Regions from separate parts of the Rattus norvegicus genome. Here region 1 is linked to region 2. The links are chromatin contacts, called in public Hi-C maps. All regions are on one chromosome and are shown on one strand. Each heading gives the region's core, a stretch centred on a gene start, on an enhancer-like site or on the middle of the called end of the contact. The rest is flanking DNA. Distances are from core to core; before and after follow the strand shown.

Region 1 (4,333 bases), core at 1,795-4,294, 170 kb before region 2:
GATAAGTGATGAATACATGGGTTTCAGAGTTCAGCCCACAGTGCACACAGACTTCAAACACAATGTCCAAAAGGCAGGGAGAACAAGTGCAGCCCAAAGAAACAAGACTCAAAGACTTCACATACCATACATAAACTTCATACACACACCACAGGAGCTGAGCTTCTCAGGCTTAGAATTAGCCAGAATTATTCCGAAGGCATTATGATCTAAGTAATAAGAAAAAACACCCAGGGCTGGAGAGATGGCTCAGTGGTTAAGAGCACTGACTGCTCTTCCAGAGGTCCTGAGTTCAATTCCCAGCAACCACATGGTGGCTCACAACCATCTGTAAAGAGATCTGATGCCCTCTTCTGGTGTGTCTGAAGACAGCTACAGTGTACTCATATACACAAAATAAATATTGAAAGAAAGAAAAAAAGAAAGAGAAAGAAACGGAAGGAAGGAAGGAAGGAAGGAAGGAAGGAAGGAAGACCACCCAGCCCGTTGAAGACTATGGACAAAAATCACCCAAGGCCTTGAAAGTTCAAAATGAAATATATAATAAGTATATATTTTTGGCTCTCATCTAAATACAGTTGTTCCTAATACCTACCTCTTCTCTAAAGATATTTTATCATTATTTCTCATTATGTATCATTTCAACATACTCTATGTCATCAAGAAACTTTCTTCCTCTTTGAAAGCAATAAACGTAAAGGCAACCCAGTCTTCTACAAGAATAACCACAAGGCCACTTAAGAGCGCACAGATTTTTTTTCACTTGTTTTGAGATAGGGTCTCTGACAGCCCAAGGGAAATTCATTAAGTAGCCAAAGATGACTGTACTGGCTGGTTGTCAACTTGACACAAGCTGGAGTTACCACAGAGAAAGGAGCCTCAGTTGAGGAAATGCCTCCATGAGACCCAGCTGTAAGGCATTTTCTCAACAAGTGATCAAGGGGGAAGACCCAGCCCATTGTAGGTGGTGCCATCCCTGGGCTGGTAGTTTTGGGTTCTATAAAAAAGCAAGCTGAGCAAGCCGAGGGAAGCAAGCCAGTAAGAAACATCCCCCCATGGCCTCTGCATCAGCTGCTGCTTCCTGCCCTGCTTGAGTTCCAGTCCTGACTTCCTTTGCTGATGAACAGCAGCATGAAAGTGTGAGCTGAAGAAACCCTTTCCTCCCCAACCTGCTTCCTGGTCATGATGCTTGTGCAGGAATAGAAACCCTGACTAAGACAGAGGACCTTGAACTCTTGATCTTCCTGGCTCTACCTCCCAAATGCATATGCCATCATGACAGGTTTTATGAGATGCAGCAGGGTATTCAAAACCCGGCTCACTGCACTTTACCAACAGCCCGTAGAAAGGAGAGTTCTGCTCGTTACTCCTTCCCAGCCCTGCTGCCTGACCTTTGCTGTGTCTCTCCAAGATGCATTTCGCACTTCCAATTCTGTGACAAAAGGAGTCTGGGCAGAGGCTACAAGGTCCCTGCTCCTCCGACTTCCTCGAAATCAGCAAATCAGAAACCTGCACATCAACTTCTCTTTTGATGATCTTAGGAAAAATTAAGGAGGATGGAGATGCCATGTAGAATAAATCTTCTCTTTTAACAAATGATTTGCAATTACCTAAGAAAGGTGCTTTTGAGACAGTTTTAACTCAGGAACAAAGACAACCTCACCACCCTCCCAACCACGCCACCCACCTCCAAATGTGGACGGCAAGGTCTCACATGCCAGAAAAAGAGAAGGGAAATGGCAAAGTATTCTATTTGATCCTTGACTGCTGTGCACTGTGACAAGCTGCCTCAAGCTCAGGCTCCTAGGCTCTCTCATGAGGGACTCGTTCCTCTGACGTCGAGCCAAAGCGGAGCTTTTGGTAATAAACACAAGAACAGGAAAGAACCAACCTTGTATCACAGCTCTTTCACACAATAGAACTAACCATGTTGCTTACAGGCACCCTTAGGGAAGAAAAGTCCAAAGGAGGCAACTTTAGAAGACTCAGACTATAATGACCTGACTTACAAACAGCCACTTGTTTACTGCCCAAGGATAAACTAATCAAATACCGATCCCGGCTGCAGAAGAACCAGATGTTGCTTTCAACTCTAGGATAAACGGATTTGGGAAGGAGCCAGCTTGTTCTGCTTAGCATCGACAGTACCGAGGTCCGAAACGGACAGGCACTCCAACACTGTTCACATCCATCCTTGTGGCTCCCCCCACACACAGGTTCATCACAGCCACCTGGGCGTCTGCTCCAGTCGCCTCTGCCTAGGTCTCCGGAAGCTCTTTGCCTTGGGTTCTGATTTCTCTCACATTTAAACATTTACTAACAAAGTTATGTGCCAGACACATGCTGGGTTCCGCTCTGCAACCCTGGTCACTGACTCACGGGAACCCTGACCACTTGAACATGTTCTAAAGGATCATCTTAAATGTCTATTGGCAACGTTATCGCCAATATTCTGACAGCCTGATTGAACTTTGGTCCTACAGTAGGCATTTCTAAAAAGTGAAAGCCTAAATAGAGCTCTCAAAAGGAGGATTCCGGATAAACTGTGACCCCAAGGAGTCAGATTAATAAAGGGGTGAACGGAGAAGGGGCTAGGCCCGGGAGGCCAGCTAGCTGGATAAAGAGCAAGGGGAGAAAGGTGTGGGGGGTGACTGACTGGGCTGTGCAGAGGCCAATGGGAGGGTGTCTGGGAGCCCGGCCGGGGCTGACCCACGCACGGAAGGCAGCCTCCTCGGAGGGAAGAAGCGGGCAGTGACTCACTTGAGAAGCTGGGTCGGGGCCAAGAGCCGGAACCGAAGAGCAGGCTACGGTAGCGTCGAAAGGCCTCGTCGAGGACAACGCAGCCCGCCTGCGCGGCCGAACCGGCATGGTACCGGAACTGGAAGTTGTTGGGGTACAGGGTGTAGCGCCGGTGGGAGGTTTGGATGTACTGGGGCCAGGGCCACAGCGCCGTGGCCAAGCAAGCCAACGCCGCCGCCAGCAGCAGCGAAACCCAGAGCCTGCAGCCGGCCATGGCCCACCGGCCAGCTCCCCTTCCAGCAGGCTGAGCCCACGTGAGGACCCGGTCAGGTGAGCGGCGCCCGCGTGACAATCGGAGGGTCACGTGAGCGAGCGGGAAGCAGGCAGGGCGGGCTCGATGTTTGCGAACGTTTGGCGACTGATTCCAAAGCTCCAGACCCGGTGGGCGGGAAGGATCGATCCCCGCCTTTGCCAAGCCTCTGTAACCTAGAGGCAGACTCCGCCCCTGGGCATGAAGTATTAGCAGGGACAAGGAAATACCGGAAGAAGAACAAGAATCCAATTAGCGTCAACTGTGTGGCAGAAAAGGCACTTGAGCAGTATAAGTAATCATCAGCTCTAGGGCATTCAACCTGGGGCAATTGAAAGATGTCCCAAAGTCATGTTTTTTAAAAAATCGTTTGTGGGGGGCTGGAGAGATGGCTCAGTGGTGAAGAGCACTGGCTGTTCCAGAGGTCCTGAGTTCAATTCCCAGCAACCACATGGTGGCTCACAACTGTCTGTAGTGGGATCCAGTGCCCTTTTCTTGTGTGCCTTAAGATAGCCAGGGCGCACTCATCTTATTTGTAAAATAAATAAAATCTTTAAAAAAAAATAGTTTGTGGTGACTCCTGGTTTTGATACCAGAATTTGTGAGGGAAAGGCAGGAAGATTGATGGATGTCTATAGCCAAGTGTGGACTATCTAGTGAGTGCCAGAACCCGGTGAGTTGGCATAAGCCTATAATCCAGTGCTCAGCAGGTCAAGGCAGAAAGATTGTTGCAAATGCAGAGGCCATATTTTTACTTCTGTAACTGAGAACTTAAGAAAATTTCTCTTAGCTAGAGGTGTAGCTCAGTGGTAGATAACTCATAGCATGCATGAGAATCCAGGTTTAACCCTCAGCCCTGAAGTGAGCAAGAGGAACAGTGGAAGAAAAGAAGGAGAACTTTCTCCTAGGTCTTTAATTGTGCTAAACCTAGTATCCCATAAAGTGATAATTTCTACAACCATAGTCCTAAGGCTTGCAGTCATCTTAAAAACAAAACAAAACAGGGCTGGAGAGATGGCTCAGTGGTTAAGAGCACTGACTGCTCTTCCAGAGGTCCTGAGTTCAATTCCCAGCAACCACATGGTGGCTCACAACCATATGTCATGGGATCTAGTACCCTCTTCTGGTGTGTCTGACACATCATTGTACTCATATACAAAGAATAAATAAAACCTTTACAAACCAAGCTTTAAGAGTCTTATGAAGCCCACGTTCATGCATGGTATGAAGACAAACTCTCTACTCTCTGTGATACATCATAAGCACACGCCAGCCTCGCCGTGT
Region 2 (4,053 bases), core at 1,461-3,960:
ATGGTATATGCACCCCTTCTCATAATAAATGTAAATTTAAAAACATAGTAGAGGATTCTACGTATTAAAAACTATTATCTAGGGGGCTGGAGAGATGGCTCAGTGAATAAGAGCACCGACTGCTCTTTCAGAGGTTCTGAGTTCAATTCCCAGCAACCACATAGTAGCTCACAACCATCTGTAATGAGATCTGTTGCCCTCTTCTGGTGTGTGTGAAGACAGAAACAGTGTACTTATATATAATAAGTAAATACATCTTTAAAAAAAAAACAACTGTTATTTATCCTCATATGGCCCCTTCCAAGGAAGTTTTATTTATTGGGAAACAGGAGCATGAATATTATACTAACATCATCCATAAGGATCTCATATTTGTAGCATGAATCTTTTTTTTTTTTTTCGGAGCTGGGGACCGAACCCAGGGCCTTGAGCTTCCTAGGCAAGCGCTCTACCACTGAGCTAAATCCCCAACCCCAGGATCTCATATTTGTAACTGGCTGAACAATTCAGCTAATTTGTGTTTAAAGTTAGAAACCTGGCAGTATTCCTTTGACATGAATTTCCCTCCCCATTCACCAACATCAATTTGTATGATCATAGATGCACTCTGCTTCCCATATTTCTCTTTCTGCTTCTGGGAGGTTAAGGTCTTGCTATACAGACCAGACTGGCCTATTTTAAGAGTTAACCTCCTGCCTCTGCCTCCTGAATGTTTGGATTACAGGCAAGTGTCATTGTGACCAGGCTGCTTGTTTTGGAAATAAGGTCTTACCATGAAGCCAAGCCTAACCTGTAACTCACTTGTAGCCCACGGTAGCCTCGCATTCATGGAAGTCTTCCCTGAGGGTTAGGATTGCAGGTATGAACCACTGTGCTAGGACTTTTCTTTCTGCTCTTCTATTTCTGTCTGATCCGTCTATCCATCTATCCAGAATCAGGATCTCGTCCATTTATCTGCCTGTGTATCAACTGGATTTCATGAAGTCAGGTAGGCTAACCTGGAACTCACCGTTACTAATGCTGTTTATGAATTTCTGATCTGTCTGCAGCCTCTCAAATGTTAGGTGTGTACCTCCACCTACCTGGTTTTCCATTTCCGGTGCCATCTCTTGTTCTCTAAGCAAAGTGGTTCCTCTTAGATGATCAATTCTTGGCATTTATTTTATTTTATATGTTTTGAGACAAGGTCTTGTTACATAGCCCTGACTGTCTTGGAGCTTATAGTGTAGATCAGGCTGGTCTTACACTCACAAAGATGCATTTGTCTTTGCCTTCCAAAGAACATGGGTTAAAGGCATGCCACCACACCTCTACTCAGTAATTGACAAGAACGTTAGCTGTTCATTCAGTACAAGCCATTCCTTGCTCAGAACTCTCTAGGGCCCTCCCACTGCTCTTTCAAGTAGACTCATATGGCCTTGGGAGGTGTATATCACCTCAGGGTCGAGGTACAATTTCTTGCCTTAGAATTCTTCCCTAGTCAGCATGCTTCCTCAGTCTCCTCCAGCAAATAATGCCTTATTTTTTAAATGTAATTTAAAATATCTCTTACTTAGAAAACGATTTCTACCATAGTCTAGGTTAAAGCCCCTGGTTATTTTCTCTTGCTGTTGTACATTTCTCCTTTTTTTTTTTCTTTTCTTTTCTTTTTATCGGAGCTGGGGACCGAACCCAGGGCCTTGCGCTTGCTAGGCAAGCGCTCTACCACTGAGCTAAATCCCCAACCCCACATTTCTCCTTCTTAACAGTTGCCACAATCCTGATGCTATGTGGTATGTTTCATTAATTTATTACTGGCATAGATAATATGTCCATATAGAGTAAAATTAAAAATTCTAAACAGTGTACTTCTATTCTTTACATCCCTGCTATACAGTTCTCTTCCTTAGAGGAAACCACTTTCAATATCAATATCCTCCTAGAAATATTTTCTAATAAATAATTGTGTACATAATATTCTTTTGCTTTCTTATTAACATAGATACTATCTGCATTTCTTGCATATTGTCATTATCTGATAAAGTATACTTGGCAGTTCTTATCTTACCATGTAAATAGTTGTCTCTTTTCATATGCCACACAATATGAACTTCTTATAATTTATTTGTGGGTAATTAAGTTGTTTGCCAGGCGTTGGTTTATTCCGAACAATGACACGTCGGATACTTCTGTATGTAAAACCATGTCTTACGTCTATACGTATAGAATAAATTCCTATAATTGAAACAGTTGGGTTAAAGGTTATGTGTATTTTTAATTTTGGTAGTTGCTGCTAAGCTGCTCTTATTGGAAGCTTGACCAATTTGTTTCAACTGGTGATGAAGTGAAAACTTTTGTTGTCAATGTAAGACGCAGACCGAATCTCTTGGAAACATCAGTTTGCATTATTTCTCTTCCTGGCAGTTTTATTTTCGTATGTTGAGCTACCTGAGTGAACTGTTTCTTTATAAACTGCGCTTCATTATCTAATATCTGACAACGCTACACGCCAGTTCGTCCAACCCGGTGCAGAGCTGTCTAATCTCCGGCTGCGAGTTCCCTCACCCATTCCTTCCGAGCTGAGTCCCTGTGGCCGAGACTCCTGGAACTCACCGACCTCATCACCGCTGCCTTCCACTCGGCAGCTTAATTCCTTACTGGCTCAGGTTCCTCCTTCCTTCCCTAGCTACGACTTCCGGCTCAGCTGGTCGTCCGGGAAACGGTCGGCTTCCGGTTTCGAGGCGGTGGGCGGAGCCAAGATGGCTGAGGAGAAGCTTGGGATGGTGAGCCAGGAGATTCTCCGAGGCGTCGTGGCTGCCTCAGGGCGGGGCGTCCGGGCCGGGCGGGGCCAGGAGGGGCCGGGTCGGGGCGGCGGTCCCGGGCCGGGGCAGCAGGGCCGGGTCCTGGCCCGGGCGTACGCCGAGTAGTCCCTGCGGGAGGCGGCACGGCCGGGTCCAGCTCCCCGCCTGGCGTTTTGGCGAATGCGAACCTATGCAGCGCTTCGTCTGTTTTGGGACTGTCCTCTTCCTGGGTAGAAGAGAGAGTTTCTTTGGAAATGGTTTTTTTCCTACTCTCTTAGGATTTTATTTTGGGGGGGGGGAGCTGGGAGGTGGGGGTACTGCACCTTCACTAGACGGTTTTGATAACCTATAGATTGGTAATTTAGTAGGATGAAACCTGGAAACTTTCAACGCCTCTGCCTCTCTGTGACTGGTGTATGTTTTCCCAGTTGCGATTAGATATTGGAAAAGTTCTGTTTCAGAGCTCAGGTGGTTTAAATTATTAGTTAATTGTACAGAACAACTTATGTGAATTCAGGCTGACTCAGTAGTAACTGACTTTTTGCATCACGAATGACCTTGCTTCTTTGTGAGTCTTGTATGTACATAGTATTTGTACTGTTCATGCAGGCTACGGATTAGCCTCAATACTCCACCTTTAATCCCCCAAATTCTGGGATTACAGGAGTGCGTCATCACTGCCACCTACATTTTTTTTTATTGACTTATAATTGTACATTTATGAGGTACAGTGTGATGATACTTCGGTACAAGTGTACTTTGTATATTGGTCAAGTCAGGATCATTAGCATTTCCATTTCAGCATATAAACCGTTGCAAATAGTAGCACTTGCTTCTGTCTATTGGTACTTGGTTCCTATTATTGGATGTTTCCATCTTTTCCCCTTCCTAACTTTTATCGACCTCTTGTTCTACTCTATATTCCCATAAAATCAACTTTTTTGTTGCCTTTTTAAAATTTTTTTATTTTTTTTATTTTTTTATTATTTTTTTATTTTTATTTATTTATTTATTTTTTTGCTTTATGGAAAATTTATTACAACTGTCCAGCCCCGCATTACTTCTTCTCAACGTCTTGCTCTGCGGCTTCTTTCGCTCTCTTTGCTCGGATGCCGAAGAGCCGGGCATTGGCTCGGGCCATGCGAAGGCTGGCGAAAGCCTTAAAGTTCTCCTCTTCCGTGATGGCTCTGGCCTTTTCCTTTTTGTACACATTCCGGATGGGTATCACAGGTCCTGTTAGCTGCGTGGCCAATTTAAGTTCTTCAGCAGAATT

What was found. A called contact is a pair of places that touch in the nucleus more often than the background predicts.
Region 1: a Hi-C map of frontal cortex shows a contact between it and region 2, with 2.0 times the contacts expected there. The contact joins the promoter of Hexa here to the promoter of Bbs4 in region 2. A contact is called at or near these places in 2 of 12 Hi-C or Micro-C datasets (frontal cortex and hepatocytes).

Annotation. Positions count from the first base shown.
Region 1 is chr8:68,831,235-68,835,567 of GRCr8, reverse strand. Hexa (hexosaminidase subunit alpha) reads right to left here and starts at 3,044. Exons shown (of 14, transcript NM_001004443.1): 1 at 2,761-3,044. The coding sequence starts at 3,013. It also overlaps a transcript of Tmem202 not described here.
Region 2 is chr8:68,659,889-68,663,941 of GRCr8, reverse strand. Bbs4 (Bardet-Biedl syndrome 4) reads left to right here and starts at 2,710. Exons shown (of 16, transcript NM_001106826.1): 1 at 2,710-2,762. The coding sequence starts at 2,739. It also overlaps the pseudogene Rpl13-ps16.